Regions from separate parts of the Mus musculus genome. Here all the other regions are linked to region 1. The links are chromatin contacts, called in public ChIA-PET, HiChIP or PLAC-seq and Micro-C maps. All regions are on one chromosome and are shown on one strand. The core of a region is the stretch at or near the end of the contact, and the rest is flanking DNA. Distances in the headings are between cores, read along the strand shown. Region 1 holds the start of Ppp2ca (protein phosphatase 2 (formerly 2A), catalytic subunit, alpha isoform). Region 2 overlaps Jade2 (jade family PHD finger 2). Region 3 holds the start of 9530068E07Rik (RIKEN cDNA 9530068E07 gene). Region 4 has its middle 42 kb from the start of Sar1b. Region 5 holds the start of Nhp2 (NHP2 ribonucleoprotein). Region 6 overlaps Sec24a (Sec24 related gene family, member A (S. cerevisiae)).

Evidence for each region. A called contact is a pair of places that touch in the nucleus more often than the background predicts. ChIA-PET counts read pairs in DNA pulled down with a chosen protein or histone mark. HiChIP or PLAC-seq counts read pairs in DNA pulled down with a chosen protein or histone mark.
Region 2: an H3K27ac HiChIP or PLAC-seq map of epiblast stem cells shows a contact between it and region 1. The contact joins the enhancer-like site here to the promoter of Ppp2ca in region 1. A contact is called at or near these places in 2 of 39 promoter capture datasets (both in embryonic stem cells), 3 of 15 datasets of contacts at CTCF or cohesin (the NIH/3T3 cell line, embryonic stem cells and stem cell-derived epiblast-like cells), 10 of 484 Hi-C or Micro-C datasets (B cells, Th1 cells, bone marrow-derived DN3 thymocytes and 7 more), 16 of 115 datasets of contacts at active chromatin or transcription factors (astrocytes, cardiomyocytes, embryonic forebrain and 8 more) and 3 of 9 other capture datasets (adipose tissue, liver and pancreatic islet).
Region 3: an RNA polymerase II ChIA-PET map of memory CD8 T cells shows a contact between it and region 1, with 71 read pairs. The contact joins the promoter of 9530068E07Rik here to the promoter of Ppp2ca in region 1. A contact is called at or near these places in 2 of 484 Hi-C or Micro-C datasets (both in embryonic stem cells), 4 of 115 datasets of contacts at active chromatin or transcription factors (bone marrow-derived macrophages, epiblast stem cells, extraembryonic endoderm stem cells and 1 more) and 2 of 9 other capture datasets (adipose tissue and pancreatic islet).
Region 4: a Micro-C map of embryonic stem cells shows a contact between it and region 1, with 2.1 times the contacts expected there. The contact joins the enhancer-like site here to the promoter of Ppp2ca in region 1. A contact is called at or near these places in 1 of 39 promoter capture datasets (embryonic stem cells), 2 of 15 datasets of contacts at CTCF or cohesin (the NIH/3T3 cell line and embryonic stem cells), 10 of 484 Hi-C or Micro-C datasets (B cells, CD4 T cells, Th1 cells and 5 more), 21 of 115 datasets of contacts at active chromatin or transcription factors (the NIH/3T3 cell line, acute myeloid leukemia, astrocytes and 11 more) and 2 of 9 other capture datasets (adipose tissue and liver).
Region 5: an HNF4G HiChIP or PLAC-seq map of pancreatic cancer cells shows a contact between it and region 1. The contact joins the promoter of Nhp2 here to the promoter of Ppp2ca in region 1. A contact is called at or near these places in 4 of 484 Hi-C or Micro-C datasets (the Ba/F3 cell line, embryonic stem cells and muscle stem cells), 5 of 115 datasets of contacts at active chromatin or transcription factors (bone marrow-derived macrophages, cardiomyocytes, effector CD8 T cells and 2 more) and 1 of 9 other capture datasets (adipose tissue).
Region 6: a Micro-C map of embryonic stem cells shows a contact between it and region 1, with 2.2 times the contacts expected there. The contact joins the enhancer-like site here to the promoter of Ppp2ca in region 1. A contact is called at or near these places in 1 of 39 promoter capture datasets (neural stem cells), 1 of 484 Hi-C or Micro-C datasets (embryonic stem cells), 2 of 115 datasets of contacts at active chromatin or transcription factors (astrocytes and cardiomyocytes) and 2 of 9 other capture datasets (adipose tissue and liver).

The regions. Positions count from the first base shown.
Region 1 is chr11:52,096,482-52,100,122 of GRCm38.p6, reverse strand. Ppp2ca (protein phosphatase 2 (formerly 2A), catalytic subunit, alpha isoform) reads right to left here and starts at 1,299. Exons shown (of 7, transcript NM_019411.4): 1 at 973-1,299. The coding sequence starts at 1,074.
Region 2 is chr11:51,821,639-51,825,083 of GRCm38.p6, reverse strand. Jade2 (jade family PHD finger 2) reads left to right here. Exons shown (of 13, transcript NM_001357588.2): 10 at 1-141. Among named protein-coding and RNA genes, the nearest start is that of Gm30110, 32 kb to the left of the region's middle. Within about 2 kb of position 2,138, at least 45 of the 459 cell types and tissues checked have an H3K27ac peak or open chromatin away from gene starts, as enhancers often do. A contact at or near this core is called in Th1 cells, astrocytes, embryonic stem cells and 5 more, where this site is marked.
Region 3 is chr11:52,395,143-52,398,473 of GRCm38.p6, reverse strand. It overlaps 9530068E07Rik (RIKEN cDNA 9530068E07 gene), which reads right to left and starts at 2,046. Exons shown (of 3, transcript NM_153117.2): 1 at 1,871-2,046. The coding sequence starts at 2,006.
Region 4 is chr11:51,803,691-51,807,405 of GRCm38.p6, reverse strand. No RefSeq gene overlaps it. Among named protein-coding and RNA genes, the nearest start is that of Sar1b, 42 kb to the right of the region's middle. Within about 2 kb of position 2,040, at least 254 of the 459 cell types and tissues checked have an H3K27ac peak or open chromatin away from gene starts, as enhancers often do. A contact at or near this core is called in acute myeloid leukemia, adipose tissue, centroblasts and 7 more, where this site is marked.
Region 5 is chr11:51,618,122-51,621,461 of GRCm38.p6, reverse strand. It overlaps Nhp2 (NHP2 ribonucleoprotein), which reads right to left and starts at 1,689. Exons shown (of 4, transcript NM_026631.4): 1 at 1,485-1,689; 2 at 1,311-1,380. The coding sequence starts at 1,644.
Region 6 is chr11:51,701,855-51,705,404 of GRCm38.p6, reverse strand. It overlaps Sec24a (Sec24 related gene family, member A (S. cerevisiae)), which reads left to right. Exons shown (of 23, transcript NM_175255.3): 19 at 992-1,129. Among named protein-coding and RNA genes, the nearest start is that of 0610009B22Rik, 15 kb to the right of the region's middle. Within about 2 kb of position 1,579, at least 31 of the 459 cell types and tissues checked have an H3K27ac peak or open chromatin away from gene starts, as enhancers often do. A contact at or near this core is called in embryonic stem cells, where this site is marked.

The DNA.
Region 1 (3,641 bases), core at 50-2,549:
CCAATTCTTGGAGAAAACCAATGGAATGAGATAACCTGAGATACCGAGTTATCACTTCAAGGAGTGGACTCAGTTCCATGTCTGAAATAGAGAAATCGGTCAACACGGGGATTTCTACTGCTGATTGTAGCCACAAAAATACAATCCAAGAAACTTTTGCAACCAGAGAGGATAAAAAATTTGACTCTCTTCCCGTTTATGTTGCTCATTCAAAAATAAATGGCTCCACGCCAAGTACGTTACACACAGAAGGGTTTCACACTACCCAATTTGAGTCAGCATATACATCATAAATTAATGTGACACTGTATTTCCAATCCCAAAGCTCTTCGTTGTAGTATGACTCACCAAATCCTCCATTTGTCCAACTAAGAAAACTTTATATTCCTCCCTTCAAACTACCACTATGACCTTCGTAGGAACTGGGTTAGCGACTCCCTTCATAATCGTTAAACACACACTTTAAACAGGGCTCCGGGGAAGCCGAGGCGTGGAGACCGACAGGAAAGCGAGGTGACCTTTCCATAGGCGCTGGGGTCTGGCCTACAAGCCCTGCTGTGGGGGACCCTGTGGGCAGCGCCCGCTCCACGAAGCAAGCCCGAGTGCAAGCGCAATGCTTTGACTCCATGAGTCCGGAACCCGTTCCCGGGCGCAAAGCCCAGCCAGTCCCTCGCCGGGCCACCGAGGGTCCCGGCCGCCCCACTTCCCAGGGTCGGGCCGGGTTCGGCCCGGAGGCTCCGAAGCCCGGAGTCCGGCGCGCGGCGCCATTTTAGGCCGCGGTGGCGGCGCCATCCAATCAGCGCGCGGGAGGCGGGGGGCGCCGGGTCCCTCGCGAGTCGCCGCAGGCAGCGCCGGGCGCCGGGCTGCTAGGTTCGGGGGTCTGGCCTCCGTGCCGCCATGTTGCACCGTCCCCGCGGCCTCCTGATAGGCGGGCCCGGGCAGAGGCCGCACCCGCGGCCGAGAGCAGCTCACCTTCTCGCAGAGGCTCTTGACCTGGGACTCGGAGAGCTGCTTGCACTCGTTCAGCTGCTCGATCCACTGGTCCAGCTCCTTGGTGAACAACTTCTCGTCCATGATGCCGCCCGCCCGAACCGGCTGCCGCTCCGCGCTGCTCCCGCGCCGCCGCCCGCACCCGGGCCACACGCACACGCCGCCGCCGCTCTCCCGGGGTGCTTTCTGCGGCCCCAGGCGGCTGCTGGGCGCTGGCGCCGGCCCGCTGGCTCGCTCCGCAGTGCTCGGCCGCCGGCCGCTGTGCCTCCTCCTCCGCTCGCCCTAGCTCGGGACTCGGCTTTCTGTAATGGCGGCCGCCCGGCGTGGTGACGTCACGCCAGCGTCAGGGAGCCGCGGGGAGGGCGACGGAGTGGGGCCGGGACCCAGAGCTGCGCACCGTGGAGCCGGGGCGCAAGCGCAGCGGAGTTGGCTGCCGAAGGAAGTGGCTTCGCTCTTGGGGCGTGGTCCTCCCGCTGGGAGGGCGGCGGGGGAAGGGAAGAAGCGAGTCCGAGCAAGCGCAGTGCTGGTTAATCCTGGCGTCCCAGGCTCCGCAGGGCGCCTGCGCGGTCTCGGCGCATGAGCAGTCCGTGTAGGCGAGGTTTTTATTCCTTGTGACCTGGTGTTTCTGGAAGGCCTCTGGGTGATACCTCTCAGATGTGGTCTGGGCTCTGCCAGCCTGATGACTAAAGGCAACCCTAAGGCGCTTAGTCCAGCAGCCCTGGGAACCACAAGGGAGTCACACACCTTTGGGGACAAGCCTAGTGGCAGGTTGCCTGGAGTGACCTTCCCCACCTCTGGCCGTTGCAGGCTCCTATAATTAGGTCATTCGTGGGCGAAGGAAGGTGTACCTGCTGGGATGTGTCGCCCGCGCACCTTACACCCCCAGCACACACCTGTCCCTGCACGAAGGCGGGGCCGAAGTGGGCCTTCGATCCTGGCCTCTTCCTAAGCCTTGCTTCCTCTCCTGTGGCCTTCAACACCTCTGGTGTGCACTTTTCTCCGAGACCTGTGCCCACTGGAAATAATCTTGTCCTACATTCTAGAGGAACAAGCCAGGGCTGTGTTCTGGTACTGGTAGAAGCAGCTACCGTGTGTTCTGTAAAGGAAGCTGATATTCTTAAGGATCAGCCTTCGACCTGGTTATAAATCTCTTCTGAGGCTTGTGAAACGTGTTCACATTGCACTGTCTGCATTCACAGAGATACTTGGCTCTACAGAGCATCAACTGTTGACCAGATCCCATGCTTAGGGGACAAAGGGGTCATGCAGACAGAAAGGGGCTACTGCCCTGGTGGAGCTTGAATGTTCCTGGCTGGAAATGAATGGAATGGATGGAAGTCATACACTGCTCCCCTCCAGAGTCTGGGAGAGAAGCCAAAGGATGGTTATCCATGAAGGTCAAGGCAAGAGCTGACCTAGCTATACTGTGGGGAACAGTCAAGCCTGTCACACACCGGAGAAGACACAGCTCAGAGCATCAGAAGACACCCTGACCCACAAGCTACAAGAGGACCTCAGTGGCCCCATCCACAAATGGCAGGGATGAAAATCCTCCTTTATCAAGGACAACCTGCTTGGCCAGGGGAACTGGCTTGACCAATTCTGCTTTCTCTAGTGGGTACCTCCCACTAGAGTTCCCGAAGAAAGTACCTGAGATCTACTCTTCTAGACGCCTCCATACATACTTGTTCTGCCAGTCCTTTCAGCTCAAATTCTGACTCTGGTTTGCAGTGAATAGCCCCCCAAAACAAACAGGAGTAAGAGTTAAGGCTACGTGAGATGACTAAATAAAGACTGTTTGGTGCCCATAGTTATAAAGCCATGTTCACTGTGCTGTCTTGTCTTATTCTTCTCCATTGCCCTGTACTCAGCAAGAACTGGTCCTGTCTTGAAGGGCAGGAAGTAGGCGGGCACACACAAAAGGGGAGGGGCTTCTTCAAGATAGTGGTCAAGACTGAGAACTTCATACTGCCAAGGTCTCAGCCAGAGTCATACAGCTACTAAACCACAGAAAGGACCAATACTCATCCCTTTGACTGCCTTTTTTCACCTGCAAAGACAATGATGATGCTAGTCTGGCAGATTGAAAAGTACTAAACGCCCACTATATATGCCAAGGTTATATAATGAAGGTTCTTCTAAAGTACTCTAGCTAGGCACTCCTTGCTGGTAGCGTTAATGTGTTATTTATTTTCTCCTGATGCAGGTTACTTGGCTCACCACCCTCACAAAATGGAGGAAAGATAGAATTACATGTACTTAAACATCCTGCCAAATAATTAGATGCTGCAACTTAACTTCTTAAGGAATGACTTCTAGGAAGCTCTCATTAGCATTCAGGCAGTGGAGTAAGGCATACCCGATCATAAACAATACAGAACTATGCTAATCAGAGTGTCTTTACCCTTACTGGAAACCAAGAATGCTCTCATACTCTGTAGAACTTCCAATATAATAAAAGGATCTGAAAGTTGGGCCTTAACTAATTTGACCCAGCTTACTCAATTTGACAGCTGATGAATACTGAGAACAAAAATTTTTAAATGGCTGGGAGTGATATCTCATGTTGGTAATGGCAGCACTAAGGTGAGGCAGGAGAATTGCTTCCATCTCAAGAGCAGCCTGGACCACAGAATGAGTCTAAGACAAAA
Region 2 (3,445 bases), core at 889-3,388, 280 kb after region 1:
AAGTTGAAGCGGAGAGCTAATGCCAACCAGCCGCTGTTGACGCCCAAGACTGACGAGGTGGACAACCTGGCCCAACAGGAACAGGATGTCCTCTATCGACGCCTGAAGCTTTTCACCCACCTGCGGCAGGACCTGGAGAGGGTAAGTAGCCCTGGTGGGTCAGGGGCCTTACCTCTTACTCCATGTGCCCTGCCCAGTTTGAGCCTTTGGTAGGCTCCAAAGACTCAGGGGGCTACCACAGACCCCTCCAAGGACAGGTGCCACCCATCTGAACATCTAGAAAGAGGTGGGAGAGCCTACCTGGAACTCTGTGAAGTCTCTTGGGAGCTTTAGACAGAGGAAATCCTGGTGGCCGGGGGTGGGGGGGGGGAGGGTTGTTCTGGCCAGGCATGTTTGTGCTGGCCAGAACTGGGAGGGCAGGGGTGGGTGGTGAGTGAGACTCCCATGGCCTGCCAGGCAGAGAACAGGGATTGGGAGAGACTCCCATGGCCTGCCAGGCAGAGAACAGGGATTGGGACAGATGTCACACACTTGGCATTGCCCCACAGAGGCATTCCAGGCCTGGCCTGGGTGACTGAGCCACACACACTTCCGTCTTTACTCTAGGAGGCAGGACAGAATTGTGGCTTGTGGTATATTTGGGGCTGAGGGAGATGGACATGTGTGTGTTGGGGGAAGGAGGAGGTTTCTAGAAGACTGAAGAAGAAAGCTATCAAAGATAGCAATAAGACCCAGCTCCAGGGGTCCAGCCTCAGTCCCTCTGGGGGCTACATGTTGGTAACTTTGACTAACAATGCAAAGGACCAAGTGCTCTTATGGGGGTGGGGCAGGGGTTCTCTGCAAGGCCCCATAGTGGCAGTGGCCTGGCCAGCAGGCCCAGTCTCTAACCATGGCCCAGGGCCAATAGCTGAGAGTAGTCCACCTTTGCCTGGGCACCAGGCCAGCTTGGTCCTGCTCCTGCATTGAAGGGACAGGGCAGGGCTGGAGTTAGAGGCCTTGGGTGGTCTGGCCCTGTACTGATTCTGGGCCCTTTCCCCTAATGGGTGACTTTCTGTTTCCTTTTCCTTGAACTGGAAGTAAGGATCCAACTGACCTTGGGGTCAGCGTTAGGGGGTCATACAAGGACAGTGGCCTCCATCTCTTGGAGTCACACAAGGATAGTGGCTTCCACTGTTAGTTGTGTTGTTTGAAGCTACCTTCTCACCTGGTAGCCCAGGCTGGCCTCACCCATTCCTCCCAAGTACTAGGATGATAAGGATCTGAGCCCGCCCCGCCCCTTCCTTACTTCAGATTGGTATTTTTATTACTATTGGCCCCATAAGCAGTTCAGCTCATAGAAGAGAGGTGAAGCCTTATATTCTGAGAGTGGGCTCCACAGAGCTGCAAGGCCTGGTGCTCCAGCACGGGCATCTTCTCTGATGGGTCAGGAGCAGAATTGCCACCAGCAGAAAATCAATTTTACGGCCAACCCAAAAGATACACTCTCCTACAAATTTCAGCCGCAGGCCTGGACCTTGGCAGGCAGCGTGGATGGGCACGGCCACCACAGCGTCCAGAGTTATTCACGGCTGACAGAAAGATTGCAGTAGTGGACATCAGCCTGCAGATGCCAGCTCATGTCCCCTAGCAACCGCTGACTATTAGGCCCTGCAGGACATGATTGTGGTTCTTGCTGGAAGAGTTTATTTCAGTGACTGAATGGACCTTGTGTGAGACCCAAGAGGGTGGCCGGAGCTCTCGGTCATCGGAGATGAGTATGTGGTAGCCTCACCCCTGCGTCCCTCCAAGGATGGAGAGGAACCATGGGAAACAGACCCTTTCCTTTTCTGATCTCGCTGTTTGCCTTGGGGTCCCTGGCCAAAATCCTTAACAGCACTTGGCTGGTGACACAGTCACTCTGTCCACCCAGTCAGTCAGCACTCCATTCTCCAGGTCTTTGTCTTCATTCAGTCATAATCAAGCATGGGCCCACCCCAACCCGAGATGACTTCATCTTAGCTACTTTTATCTTCTGAGACCTTATGTCCCATTCTGAGGTTCCCAGCAGGAAATCTTGCGGATTTCCACCCATGTAGAGGCCATCGAGGCCCTGGAAGGTGTAAGTTTGCCAGGAAGTGGTCTGATTTGCATTTCAAGAGCATTGCTGAGGGATTGTTTTACTGTCCCTGTGAAAGGATGGGGGATGGGGAAGGGTGGAACCAGGCTGTGAAGAGAGCTGGTATCTGCCACAAGGAGAGACTGGTGCAAATGTACTGATAGGTCAGTTGTGGGTGTGGACCAAGAGAACAGGTAGTGGGGATGAGTCCAGTTTTCAGCCATAAGTCTTCTACAACTCCCCTTTGCCCGGAGGGTGCACCCCCAGGGCCTGCTTACACCCCCCCCCACCCCTGCTGGTTTTGCCTCTCCTTTCTTTTTCCAGTACACTGTCACCACCTCCTGCTGGGCTAGGGTGTCCCGGTTTAGGCCATCTGCTCCAGGGAGTTCTTCCTGCCTTGCTGGGTGGCAGGCAATAGGAAGAAAGAGATGCTGGCCCCTATACAAATTTATTCCAGAATGGAGGAAGGCACAGAGCCAGGCTAAAGTGCAGGAGGAGAGGGGTGTGAAGAAGAGGTTGATTGGAAAGTGGGTCATGGTAAGAGGTGCACAGGCTGCTACCAGTGGTTCAAACCCAGGGCTGTCCCTGGAGGAAGAGGCTGGACATGGGAATTGATAAAGCTGGAGTCAGCAATGAGTGAACCCTGACGGCCTGGTGTTGCCAGTGCAGGTGAGGAGTACACACACACACACACACGCATGGAATGTCACAGCAGAGTACATGTCACACGGGATGTCATGGCAGAGTCCATATTGAATCCCTCCTGTGATGCTGTCCGCCGCACTGGACCTCCTAGGATCTCCTTCTCAAGTAGTCTCAGAAGGGAAAGGAAGGTCACACCTGATAAAGATCTGCTCATACTACCTCGAGCTAGGAAGGCCGGAGTCATAGGAAGGAGAGGCAGAGGTTCAACTCAGAAATCTGCCTGCCTCTGCCTGCCAAGTGCTGGGATTAAAGGCGTGCGCCACCACACCTGGCTGGAAGGAGAAGCTCTTAATTAAAGGTAACTCAGGCAGCTAAGTAAGACCTGAAGACCACCTGGCAACTGTGTAAAGGGAGGCCTGAGTGGGAATAGGATCCAGGCTGAGCAGCTATGGTCAGTAACTGTCCCTGTTTCTGGAAAACTCCACATGAGCCCAAAGGTGATACCAGATGGAGGGAGCGTCTCCAGGGCTGAAGCCTGGAAGTATGTGAGAGAGCAGTCCTTAGGGGATAGAGGAACCCTGAACAGGCAGTGACAGGTCCACTTCATATCCTGCCAGCCAACCTGAAGAATGTGTGCCCGTCCTCTGGGCTAAGCCAGATGACTTCAAAGCCTACTGTAGGGACTCTAACCAGCTGGCCCAAGGG
Region 3 (3,331 bases), core at 797-3,296, 300 kb before region 1:
TGAGTGAATGAGCAGTAAATGCACTCAACCCAACCTCATCCCATCGCGATGCGCACTGCACCCCAGAGAGCATCTCAGCACCTACTGTACTTCCTCAAGGGCTCGGCCCTGAGACCCAGCTGGGCAGAATCCCTCTTCATTGATGAATGCCCACACCCAGCACCAAGGAAGTCAAAAAAAAAAAATTAGAAGGAACACACAAGTCCAGCACAGGGAAATAAGCTAGGACTTTACATGAAACAACAGACGCGATGCTGACCCAGCTGGATGGAAAGAGAACTCAGAACAGCTGATGTCAGACTGCTTGTGCTTAATGGACTTCATGGCCAAGCTTCATCCACAAAGGTATCTATCAATGAGACTGCTCAGACCCCTTGCCTAACTGGTACTACCTCTAGTTTAAAGGTAACATTCAGCCGGGCAGTGGTGGCGCACGCCTTTAATCTCAGCACTTGGGAGGCGGAGGCAGGTGGATTTCTGAGTTCCAGGCCAGCCTTGTCTACAGAGTGAGTTCCAAGACAGGCAGGGCTACACAGAGAAACCGTGTCTCAAATAAATAAATAAAGGTAACATTTAGAGAGAAAGAGAGAGAATGTGTGTGTGTGTGTGTGTGTGTGTGTGTGTGAGACACAAACTTAGGTGCAGTACCCAAAGAAGCCACAGGTGTCAGATTACTCCTAAAGATGCAGTTACAGACTGTTGCTCTAGATGATTAAAGATCAAAATTATGTCTGCATCCACCAGGGAAATCCTCATTACATTCTACCCAAGATATAAGAGCCTTGGAAAACCTAGTCTTTCCTCCCACAGACTCCAAAACCCTCCAGTTAGGGCAGTCAGCTGCCTGCTTTCAGTGCTGCTGAGGAAGGAAACTATGTATGCAACCCAGCACTGTAATAAAGGGACGGGTGATTGGCTGGAGAGTCTCCCTGGGCAAAGAAGGAAGTCAGCCCCAGTTCACATTAAGTTTTCATCTGAAAAAAAAAATCAATAAAGACTTGGGGAGAAAATGATTGCACGCTGGACAGAAAGAAAAATATGACTACTCAACAATGCTCAGTTTCTCCTGCTAAATCTCTGCCTCGGTTTACAGATTTCACTTTCAAGAACGGCTTTAATATCCTGATTTATGCTATAGCATCTGCAAGAAAAGAAAGTTTTTCTCAAATGAGGCGAGAGGGCGTTCGGTAAAACCTCAGCTCAAGGAAGGGCATCTGCCGCAGACACGCTCTCTCCCTTTGTTTCTAAACTCTACTCCTCCTCCAAGGCCCTCAGCCGGTCAGCGTCCCCGGACTCTGCCTCTACACCAAAAGCCCCAGAACTTCTCAGACCTCAGAGATGGAATCCACAAACAGCTCCTCCCCTCTTCCACTCTGGAACAGTCAATCAATTCAGTCCCAACACTGGGTCGCTGTCCCTATCTTTATCTCTGACCTCACCATTTCGAAGGGGAAAACAAAACAAAAACTTGCCTAGCCTTGCTTGTCCCTCTAACCTCAAGCATCTCTCTTAACATCACTCTCCCCAACTCCGACTATCTCTTCGGCCTGTTTCCTATCCAGTCTGCGAGATCTCTGTACTCCCCATTTTGGGGACCTCCCCCCTCCACACCGAGCGCCCTTCCTCCAGGGAGTGTATTCTCAGAGACTCCGTCCACGACACGGGGACTTCCCGTCCCCGCCCACCTACTCGGGTCTCTGAATCTCACAACCCCACTTCTCAGGCCTGGGGAGACCGCACTGGGAGCGCTTCCCAACTCGGGCCCAGCCCTGGGCGCGGGAACTCGGCCGGTGGGAACCACCGTGAGTCGGCGGCGCTCCGTCCCCGTCGGGCCCGACCCGGTCCCTCGCCGTCTCCCTGCGTTCATTACCAGAGCACAGGACGGGCACGAGCAGCAACGCCAGCACCAGAGATCGCGCCAGAGCCCCGAGGCCCCGGGCGCCCGGCCCGGGAGACAGCTTCTCTCGTGCAGCCCCGCACATTCTGCCCAGGGCGGAGGCGGCCATAACGGACTCGGCCCCCGAGCCTGCGCTGTTGCTAGGTTCTGCGAGGTGACGTCAGATACGCGTCCGAAGCGCACTCCCGAAGCAGCTACGTCCCGGCGTGATGACGTTGCATCTCTGAACCCGAAAGGTTAGCGTGGGAGTGTAGAAAAGGGTGCTTAAAAAAAAAAAAAAAAAAAAAGGCGAATGGGACGGATTTATTTTCAACTGGTGGTTTTTTGTTTTGCTCTGTGGTTTATCGTTGTCATCTTTGAGATGTATTTCAGGGGTCATCGCTTAAGAGCACTGGCTGATTCCCCCAGAGCTCCTGGGTTCGATTCCAAGCACCCCTGTATGTGAGGACTCACACCCATCTGTCCCAGGGTATACGGTGCCCTCTTTAGGCATCCTCAAACACTAGACGTATAACTGATGCAGAAACTCATAAGTAAAACAACTACACACAAGTTTAATACACTTAAGAAAGATTATATATATATATATGGAGCTGGAGAGAATGTTCAGCTGTTGAGAGCATTTGCTACTCTTGCAAAGGACTGGGTTTGGTTCCCAGCACTCAGATTAAACAGCTCACAGCCACCTCTAACTCCAGTTCCAGGGGATCTGACTATAAGACCTCTTTTGATCTCCACAGGCATTAGGCATATGGGGTACACAAACATATATGCAAGCAATCATTTCTGAATTAAAACTAGCCAGGTGTGATAGTGCATATCTTTAGTTTCAGCACTCAGGACGCAGAAGCAGGTAAATCTAAGTGAATTCGAGTCCAGCCTGGTCTACAAAGCGATTATAGAACAGCCAGGGCTACACAGAGAAACCCTGTCTCAAAAAATAATAATGATAAAATAAGCATTAAAGAAACAATAAAGAAAGAGTAAAATTGTGTGTAAGTTCAAATGCCCTCCAGTGCCAGAAGAGGGCGTCTACTCCCCTGGAGCTGGAGGTTGCTGTGATTATGAGCCACCCCATGTGGCTCCTGGGAACCACACCCTGGTCCTCTACAAGCACAATTGCTCTAAACTGTTGAATAATTTCTCCAGCACCCTTTTGGTTTTGGTTTTGAAACAAGATCTCAAGTGGCCCAGGCTGGCCTCAAAATTCCTTTTTTTTTTAATTTTATTTTTTAATTAGGTATTTTCTTCATTTACATTTCAAATGCTATCCCAAAAGTCCCCCATATCCCCCCCCACTCCCCTACCCACCCACTCCCACTTCTTGGCCCTGGCGTTCCCCTGTACTGAGGCATATAAAGTTTGCAAGACCAAGGGGCCTCTCTTCCCAATGATGGCCGAGCCGACTAGGCCATCTTATGCTACATATGCAGC
Region 4 (3,715 bases), core at 791-3,290, 290 kb after region 1:
GGTTAGGGCAGGTACCAGCCTTGTGCAGTTTCCTGACAGGGGCTAGTTAGAAACAGCTGGTGGGGATGAGAGACGAGGTGTATGTGACAGTCAGCTGCTTGCGCCAAAGAGACCCAGCTGCCAGCCTTCTGAGTGGCTCGGGCCTTCCTCAGCTGTGGTCACCAGGGCACCTGAAACCTTGTAACCTGAGAGCAGGTCAGGGAAAGGAATCTGGATTAGGGATTGACTGCTATGATCAACTTGAGACTCAGAAGGTCAGCCAGAGATGTGCAGAGGAAAACAAGGGAGAAAAGTAGCTTGTTGAAAAACAAAACAAGGGGCTGGTGAGATGGCTCAGTGGGTAAGAGCACCCGACTGCTCTTCCAAAGGTCTGGAGTTCAAATCCCAGCAACCACATGGTGGCTCACAACCATCTGTAACAAGATCTGACTCCCTCTTCTGGAGTGTCTGAAGACAGCTACAGTATACTTACATATAATAAATAAATAAATCTTTAAAAAAAAAAACAAAAAACAAAACAAAACAAAGCAAAACAAAAAACCACCCATAACACCCATTACCCACTGCTATTTGCAGAATCCAAGGGGCTAGTTGGTTCTGGTATCAGTTGTTTGGGATATTGGGCTGCAAAGACGTAGCTCTTGCCTCCAGCCACAGCTTCTGGCCACTCCTTGCTGAAGAATCATCTTCCTGTCTCCAGAAAGGTCTTGGCTGTTGTTATAAAGGATTGTTTTCCAAGACAAAGGGCTGCTGCCTTCAGACATGCTGATGGGTTTCTCTGCAAAATATCATTAAACAACCAAAGGCATAGCTGAGCTTGTTGGCTGTTGAGGTTTCCCCATGGGAGGAGGGATGGAGGGTCTTGGGACCTTCACCTGACTATCCAGATACTCCTTCTAGCTGATCATAATTGTGTTCTTTCCTAACTGTGTGTGGCCTTGGGGGTTTCAGGAGGGGCTTGGAAGACCTGAAAGAAGGGGGCTCCATGTATACAACCACAGAAGCCATTCATTTTTGTGCCCACCTTCTAGTGCCGCTTCTCAGAGATCACCCATACTCCTTTGCAACCCCCTCATCCTTACTCTGTGAGTAACTTTAGTGAAGTCATTGGCTCCCTAGGCTGAACTTTGGTGGAATCCAACTTTGGCTAGTTTGTGGGAGCTAAGGAGGAGCAGGGTAGACGATTCCTAATCCCCACCCCTCAATTCTCTCACATATGATACAGGACACTGAGACAGAAATTGTACTTGGAGGCCATAAGACTTACTAAATGCCATGGACAGTCAGACGGCTCTGAAGAGAGGGAGTCAGAGCCCATGTGGCAGAAGTGGGTGTCTCTTGTTTACTTGTTTTTGGAGACAGGGTTTCTCTGTGTGGCCCTGGCGGTCCTGGAACTCACTGTGTGTCAGGCTGGCCTCAGACCCACAGAGAGATATCTGCCGCTACCTCCTGAGTGCTGGACTTAAAAGTAAGCACCACCACCGTGCGGCTTTCTTACAACTTTCTAAGGAGAGAAGTTGGACCACACAAGCCTGTAGCCAGGCTCTCCAATCCCGGGCAGGAGGAAGAGAAAGGGGGTGGGGAGTGGGGCGTGCGGCCAGAATGCCTCCTCTGAGTTAAATTCAACTCCCCAGGTGAGACTCTTCGTCCTAACTAGAGACTCCACAGTGTCCCCAGCTGGGCACCTGCCAGGATCCGTGGGCGGACAAGGCTGCTGTAGGTATGTGTTGGCCTAAGCAACAGCTGAAGGGGTTTTTTTAGGTACTATTTATTTTTATTTCATGTGTATGAGTGTTTTGCCCTCATGTACGTGCACCTGTACGTGCTTGGTGTCAGGTTACTTCCTGTAGAGAGGTTGAAGGGGGTAAGAGCGAGGTTTGGTCGGACCTTAAGTGAGACCGTGTTTATTCACAGTGAAGAAGCATTTCATCACCCACGTCTGGGTGGCCAAAATGCCTACAGAAGACAGTACTCCAGTTCCTTGTGAGGCGGAAACAACTACCAGCTACATTGTAGTCCCACCCTTCCAGGAACTCCTTGGTCTGGCTGCAAGGGACGATGGGAAATGTAGTCTTTTGGCAGGAAACTCTCACTTGATGTTCACAGAAACCTGAGAACTGAAGTGGATGTTGGACTCTTTAGTGCCAGAACCAAGAGCAGCAAGTTCACTTAAGCACTGAGCCTTCTCTTCAGTTCCAGCAGCTGGAACCCTCCCTCTCTCCCCATAAGGTCTCACTCAGGCTAGTCTTTTTTTTTTTTTTTTAAGATTCATTTATTTATTTAAAGTACGTGAGTACACTGTAGCTGTCTAAAGACACCCCAGAAGAGGGCATCAGATCCCATTACAGATGGTTGTGAGCCATCATGTGGTTGCTGGGAATTGAACTGAGGACCTCTGGAAGGGCAGTCAGTGCTCTTAACCTCTGAGCCATTTCTCCAGCCCATCAGGCTAGTCTTAAACTTGTGGCAATACTGGGATTGTGAGTAGAGTAATTCTGGTCAAAGCCTGAGCTCTGACAGGGCTAACACCACAGGCTCTGCCACTCATCCACAGTACATTAAATACATAGACATTAGTGAAAACAGACAAAGGAGATTTAGTTGGTGTGGCCACATTGGGAAGAGAAGCAGATAGAGAGCTTTAGTGACCTCCACCCCCAGCCCAAAATCCATCTTCAGCCCTGACATGAGGTTTAGGTTTGAATAGAAAGCAAGAAGGAAGCATGCTTAACTAAGCCATTGTGGTCAAAGTGTGGTCCACCCATCCCTGACCCATCATTGTCTGTCCTCTCAGGTGGGCTAACAGTTGTCAGAATTAAATCTCTCTCCAGGAGGCAAGTTCTTCCTTCAGCCAGCACCAGGGCTTGCAACCTTTTCCTTCTTGGGACCCTTGTTTCATTTGTTTCAATAGCCTGAGAGTAGTCAGAGACGAGTCTCTAGACCAGCTTCACCTGTAAAGACTGTTAGGGTCACAGGATTACAATCGTGAGCTGCCAGCCTCCCAAATGCATCCTATTCACGATCCTCTAGGGTCCTCACAGCATAAACATCTAGTCCAGTTCAGTTTGACTAGGCAGCCATGAAGCAATTTTCTAACAGTCGAAGCATCTTGCCGCCACCTTTCTGAATGCAGTCATTTCCAGGGTGACCTTTCCTGTGCCTCTACTATACCCTGCACATGGGATGGACTGCACCATCTTGTTCAGGCCTAGCCAGTCCCAGGCCAGGGGTTAATATGAAGACTGGTCAGATATGATCTCAGCTGTATCAAGAGTCTCACCTCAGGGCTCAGTCAGGTGCTTCTCAGGTAGACATTGCCTCTGTTTCAGTAACTTCAGCTTGTCTGTAACATAGTCACTTATTACTTTTGTATTTTTATTTGTATTTTGCTGGGGATCGAACCCAGAGCCTTAGTCATGTTTCTGTTCTACGACTGAACTGTGTTCAGCCTAGCGTATGTTCTAGTTTTACTTCAGACCAGAGTTCCCACAGTACCACACACGTGTCAGTGTGTAAGCTCAAAGGCCAGTCTGCCATTTTGAGGATAGTCCTGACTCCAAATAAGCTTTTCTGGTCTGCTAGTCTGTGAGCCTTGTGGACGATGGCTCTAATCTTAGCTTAGAAAACAAGTGTCATACAAGGTTCGTGTTGGAATCAGTACTGAACCTAAAGAACTTATGGTGGGTAAGAAATGGGTGAGGGCTGGGCGGTGGCG
Region 5 (3,340 bases), core at 440-2,939, 480 kb after region 1:
ATAAAAGGTATCTAAAAACCACACTTCAGATGTTTTCACACAAACCTGGCTTTCCTCCACTGTCTGTCTGCAGTCACACACTACAGCCCAAACTAGCATGCAAAGTCATTATATGTCACCGTCTCTCAAATCCCTCAGCTGTAGCTCCTGCCCATCACCTGCCTTGGGCCATAACAGCTTACTAAGTCTGACTTGCCTCTCCTAATTCTTCCCTCGATGTCACGCCTCAGCTTGCACTCTGTTCTGAGAACACTAAACCTACCTTAGAAAGCCCACGAGGGGGAAAAAGAAAACAACAACAACAACAACAACAAACAAAACCGGGCATGGTGGGGCACGCCTTTAATTCCAACACTCCGGAGGCAGAGGCAGGCGGATTTCTGAGTTTGAGGCCAGCCTGGTCTACAAAATGAGTTCCAGGACAGACAGGGCTACACAGAGAAATCCTGTCTCAAAAAAAAAAAAAAAAGAAAGCCCAGGAGGGCTGGAGAGCCGGCATACGGGGATGCATAGCCATTTCTGGGGGTGCATGGCCATTTCTAACTCCAGTCCAAGGAGACCTTACACCTTGCCTTCTGGTTGCCAAGGGCACCAGTGATGCACCAACATATACACGCAGGCAAAACAGTCATACACTTAAAAGGAGTAACCACTTACATTGTGTAAGTGCCACTACACTGCCCTGTCCAAGAGCCTACTCTTCTCAGGATTCCACCCCCTCACCCCAAATAAACCTTCATTCATTCATTCTCTTCCTTTGTTGTTTTGAGACAGGGTCTCTATACATAGTCATGGCTGAAAACTTAAGAGATCTGCCTCTGATGGGATTAAAGGCCTATCACTGGCTTATCATTTTCTCCTTTTGGGAGTTTTGTTTGTTTTGAGACCTGTCCATAGACCACGACGGCCTTGAACTAGCTATACTTCGGAAGCTAGCCCGCATTCTCCCCTGCCCTACTTGGGAAAATGTCTCTCTACATATAGCACGTTGCCTAGAGCCTGAAAAAGTTGTGCCGTTCTACAGAGTGAATGATCAGGACTCTAGTTTACACGGGCTGGATTCCTATTCTCTTCCCTGTCATTTACTGGGAGTTCCATTTACTGGTAGTGAAGGGAGTTGACTGCTAGACTGGTTGGTCAACTTCACCTTTATTGAGTAGGTGGAATTTCTTCTTAACCAGTTAATAAGCCAAACTTAGTGCCGTAGTACTTGTGTACCGTGCACAAGGCCCTAGGTTCAATCCCCGGCACTGGAATATAAAAATAAAAACCACACAAAACTTAAAAACCAGAGGAAGCCGGGTTCTTACCCTTTCTCGCCCTTGTTGACAAATTTCTGAACCTCCTTCACCCCGCGACGAATCTGCTTCTGCTTCACAGCTACAAAGAGAGAGAAGCGTGAGCCGACACCTCGCTCACGAGGCTCGACCCCGGGCCGCCCAAGTCACCGGTCCCGGACCGCGATCGCCACGCGCCCGCCTCACCCTTCTTGATGCACTTGTAGAGCTTGCGCGTCAGGCGGCGGGAAGCCAGGGGCTGCGCGATGGGGTTCAGATTGACCAGCAGCTCTTTGTACGTGCGCTCCTCGCTGCAGCCCTCCGCCTGCGCCTCGGACTCTTCGGGAGCGGCCTTTACTTTGGTCATCTTAGCAACTACAACTCCGTCCCGGCATAGAGGAACCACGCGGCCGCCGCCTCCGACATCACTTCCGGGTTTTCAAGTGGCTCTACCCTGTGACCAATTGGGAAACTAAATATTCTACACCGACCAATCTCTAAGTAGATCTCTAGGGGCGGGATTTTGGATATGGGGGCGGAGTTAAAGGTCAATCTAAGCACGGGATTTGGATTTTCACCGCGGGAATCCCAGGGAGGCCGAATTTAGAACCGGGTTTCCAGAGGGAAAGGGGCGGGGCCTGGGGCCGAGAGGTGGGGCCCAAAGGGAAAGAGGCGGAGCCCAAAGGGAAAGAGGCGGGGCCCGGAGAGATTGAAGAGCGGGTGGAAGGAAAATACACAACGGGATTGTGTCCCCTGAGCTCCTTGTGACCTGCCTTGTGACCTGCTGCTGCTGGTTAGGTAAAGCCTGGCGCACCTGAAAGTTTTTTCATATTTTCTTTTCCCCCTCCTAGATCCTGTTGCACAAACTATAAACCGCACACCTTTGATCCCAGCAGTGGGGAGGCAGGGGCAGGTGGATCAGGTCAGCCTGGTCTACATAGTGACTTCCGCTGGGCAGTAAGGTCAGCCTGGTCTACATAGTGACTTCCGCTGGGCAGTAGTGGTGCATACCTTTACTCTCAGCATTTGGGAGGCAGAGGCAGGAGGAACTCTGAATTCAAGGCTAGCCTGTTCTACAGATCGAGTTTCAGGACAGCCAGGATTACACAGAAACAGTCTCCAAAAAAAAAAAAAAAAAAAACCGCAAAGAAAAAAGAAAAAAAAGAGGCCGGGCAGTGGTGGCGCATGCCTTTAATCCCAGCACTTGGGAGGCAAAGGCAGGTGGATTTATGAGTTCAAAGCCAGCCTGGTCTACAGAGTGAGTTCCAGGACAGCCAGGGCTATACAGAGAAACCCTGTCTTGAATAAAAACCAAAAAACAAAAACCAACCCCCCCCAAACAAACAAAAAAACACAAACAAACAAACAAAAAAACCCACTCCAGTTCCAGGGGATCTGAAATGTCTAATCTGCAAGGGCCTCAGGAGTGCATGTGCTGCACAGATGTGCTTTCAGGCAACACACTCACACACAGGAAATAAATCAATCAAAAGTTCTTAAATGTTAAAAGCAAATCTGAAAAACCAGAAAGGTAGGAAGGAAGGTGACATGTGCTGGATGAAGAGTCCAGCTAGCTAATGAGAACCCTGGAGCAACAGGAAACGGGGACCTCAGCTCTGTGACGTAGAGGGACTGAAGCTGGTAAGGGTGAATATGAAGGAGGATCCTGAGTGCCAGATGCCAAAAATCAGGCCCACATTTAGATCTGTGTTTTGTGAAGGACACAGAACTTACCTATCCCTGATTGACAACTATGAGACCTGTGAGATAGTTGAGTATGATTTCCAGCCACTAAAAGCCATCACTTGGACAGCAGCAAGAGGACCAGGATATGTCAGATTGGGATACATTCTCTGAATTGCCAAGAAAGACAGAACCAGGGAAGGCTGTTGGAGGAAGGAGCACTGGGTAGCCTAGTAAAGATTGAAATCATCTCTCTTTTTTAGGTTGTAGGGAGGCCTGGATGTGTCTCAGTAAGCGATTACTAAATGGTGGGGAAATCAAGTATTTAAACAGCAAATGCTTAATATTTGCCAGCTGATTTGAATCTGAGGGAGACCTAG
Region 6 (3,550 bases), core at 330-2,829, 390 kb after region 1:
ATCTCTCCAGGCCCTATTTATTTAATACTAACAGGTGAAATAATTCACTAAAATTTTTCTCGTGGTATGCCAAAAAGCCTCTGTGCGATGAGCTAGACCACCAGCTTTCGACACATGCTGAGTGCTTACAGTGTGCTGCATGTTGTAGGGGGATGGGAGAGACATCATTGAACAAAATTGCCCAGACTCTTTCCAGGGCAGCCTTGTTCTAGGGGAGCCTCACAAGTTAGTGACCTGGGCATAAAAGCTGGTCTGGGTTCTTTGGCAAAGTCACCATAGAGGAGCACCTGGCATAGAGCCATCAGTGAGTGACATGTGACAGACTGAGGCTCTGCTGTTATTAAACACTCTTGCTTCCTGCAGATGCCTCAGTTTACCTGAACCTGCCTGGAGAAGGCGTTCTAGTCACATTCAGTCTGTGAATATTCATTGTTCTCTGCCTCTTGTATTCCTCTCCACCAACTGAGACACTAGCCCTCACCTCACAGCTCCGCCAGCCTGAGTGCAGCTACTACAGCACTAAAACTGTCCCAGCCTCAGCTCTGCTCTGCCACTGTCCTCATGTGTGGTACCACCCTGCTTCAGAGGCCGTGGGATCTGCTGTATTGAGTTTTAATGTCTCTCGTTGTGGAAGAAACAATTACCATCCAGCAGACGTGGCACACTTGCTGGGGTCTTCTTGCTATGCCATGTGTACCTTTATCTTGTCGCCAGGGTACCATCCTTCCCAGGCTTCTCAGCTCCATCACAGTCACTGCAGTTAGGCCTAGCCTAGCAGTGAGGAAACAGACACCAGGAGATCGGGTGACTTAGCAATGGTCAGGTATTGACTAGTTGAGACTTCCAGATGAGGCTACAGGGTAATGACTTCTTCAAAGATAAAATAATTTATGATAAATTTGCTAATTCTGTCTAATGATAATCTTTTAGCAATTGACATTTACAAAACTCTTTTTCTAATGTTGGGAGGCGGGGTGTTGTTTTATTGCAGAAATCTTTCCAGACTGGGACAAGTATACGTCTAGATGAACGAATTTTTGCCATGTGTCAAGTGAAAAGCCAGCCATTGGTTCACCTCATGCTCACAACACATCCCAGTTTGTACAGAGTTGACAACCTCTCAGATGAGGTAAGACCAACTCCCTGTTCTGTGGCTTCTTCCGAAAAACGTGAAGCCTGATTATATTCTGTACAGAAATGAGTTTGTTACCTAAATCCTTGTTTGTTTTTTCCTAGGTAAATGTACAGAAACTTTGATAGTTAGGGACATTCCTGAAAATATTAACTTTAAGTTTTCTAAGACATACTCTCTTTTTTTCTAATTTGAGATTTAAAGATACAGATATAGTATACAAGGTGTCTCAGAGTGTCTATTGCTGTGAGAAAACACCATGACCAAAGTCAACTTGGAAGAAAGGGCTTCTTTTAGCATAGAGTTCATCATCAAAGAAGTTAGGGCAGGAACGCAGGGCAGCAGCTGATGGAAAAGCCATGGAGGGTGCTGTGTACAGGTTTCTCTATGGCTTACTCAGTCAGGCTTCTTACACAGCCAAGACCACCAGACCATAGGGGGCGCTGTTGCGGGAAATATTTAAAAAGAACCACCAAGCTCCTGCACTTCATCCGCCCACTCTCCAGCAGGACCAGAGCTCCTGTGTTCCCTTCTCTTGGCTGCCATGCCAGCCACACGCAACGCACCGCAACGACCATCCACCCAGCAGTCAGCACCTCAACACCCAGCAACCCAGTAGAAACAAAACTCTAGAAGCTTATAATTAACAAGTCAGATTTAGAGGGCTGGAGAGATGGCTCAGCAGTTAAGAGCACTGACTGCGCTTCCAAAGCTCCCCAGTTCAAGTCCCAGCAACCACATGATGACTCACAATCATCTGTGATGAAATCTGATGCCCTCTTCTGGGGTGTCTGAAGACAGCTACAGCCAGCGTACTTTACATAATAAAGAAAGAAATCTGGGCCAGAGCAAGCAAGACTGGAGAGAGAAGAAAAAGTGTCTGAAGACAGCTACAGTGTACTTACATATATCTGACCTTTTTTAAAAGATTTATTTATTATTTATATCAATAAATTCTCAATTCACAAGATGCCTACACAATAATTTCAGGGCCAAATGATAATGATACAAGCTGCCCACCTAGATCAGACAAGTTATCCCAATTATTCTATCCCTATATGATGTTTATAACTACCTGTGGCTACTTAAAACCAATCCCACCCCCGTGGGATCAGGATCTTCCTGTTCATCTGCTCTCTGTCCCTGCAACTCTTTGTTCTGCCTCCCTTTTCCCTGTCCAATCACAAGCTTCCTGCTGCACTAATATTCTAATGTAATTGGACAGGAAAAATTCTACCCCCGGGCACTGCCCACAACGGGCTCTTCTCACATTACTCACTAATTGAGGGAAATGCCAATCTGGTGGGAGCATTTTCTCAGTTAAAGTTTTCTCTTCTCAGGTGACTCTAGCTTGTGCCAAGTGGACATAAGATAGCCAGCACAGAAGGCTCTTACCAGTTGTTCCTAATGTTTAACTTTATAGTTTCCTGGGCTATACCTAAATGGCTTATTCCTATAGTTCAAACAACTTTGGCTAAAACAAGAGGATCACTTGAGCTCATGAGTTTGAAATCAGTCCCTGCCTCAGAAACAAAATTCAAAAACTCTAAGAAGAGGAAGAGGAAGAAGAAAAGGAGGAAGAAGAGGAGGAAGAAGAGGAGGAAGAAGAGGAGGAGGAAAGAAAAAAGGAGAGAGACTTGATTAATCTATTATTAGTTGTATTTCACTAATGTCACTTATCTGTTCACTATATATTATATTTTTCAATTTAATTTTTAAAAACCAAAGTCAAGGGGCTGGTGAGATGGCTCAGTGGGTAAGAGTACCCGACTGCTCTTCCAAAGGTCCAGAGTTCAAATCCCAGCAACCACATGGTGGCTCACAACCATCCGTAACGAGATCTGACGCCCTCTTCTGGTGTGTCTGAAGACAGCTACAGTGTACTCACATATAATAAATAAATAAATCTAAAAAAAAGAAAAACCAAAGTCAAGCTTGATGGCACCGATAATCCTAGCACTTGCAAGGTGGGTCAGGAGTTCCAGGCCTGCCTGGCTAACAGGAAACCCTCTCTTTAAAGAATGTAACAGCCCAGTTGGTAGAATGCTTGCTTAGCATGCATGAAGCCTGGGTCCACTCTTCACCCTGGCATTAACCTTGCATGGTGGTTCATACCTACATTGTCAACTCTTGGAATATGGAGGCAGGAGGATCAGAAAAGAAATTCAGAGTTATCTTTAGCTACACAGGGAGCTGGCAACCAGCCTGTACCTAAAGATCTGGTCTCAAAAAACTAAAGATGGGAATGGGCTGGAGAGATGATCTGTGGGTAAAGTGCTTCGCTGCACAAGCATGAGGACCTGAGTTAGTTCCCAGAATATGACACTATGGATCTGTAACCCCAGCACTGGGGAAGCCCAGGGACCTGCTGGCCAGCCAGGTAACTGAGTCAACAAGCTCCAGGTTCATTGAGAGCTT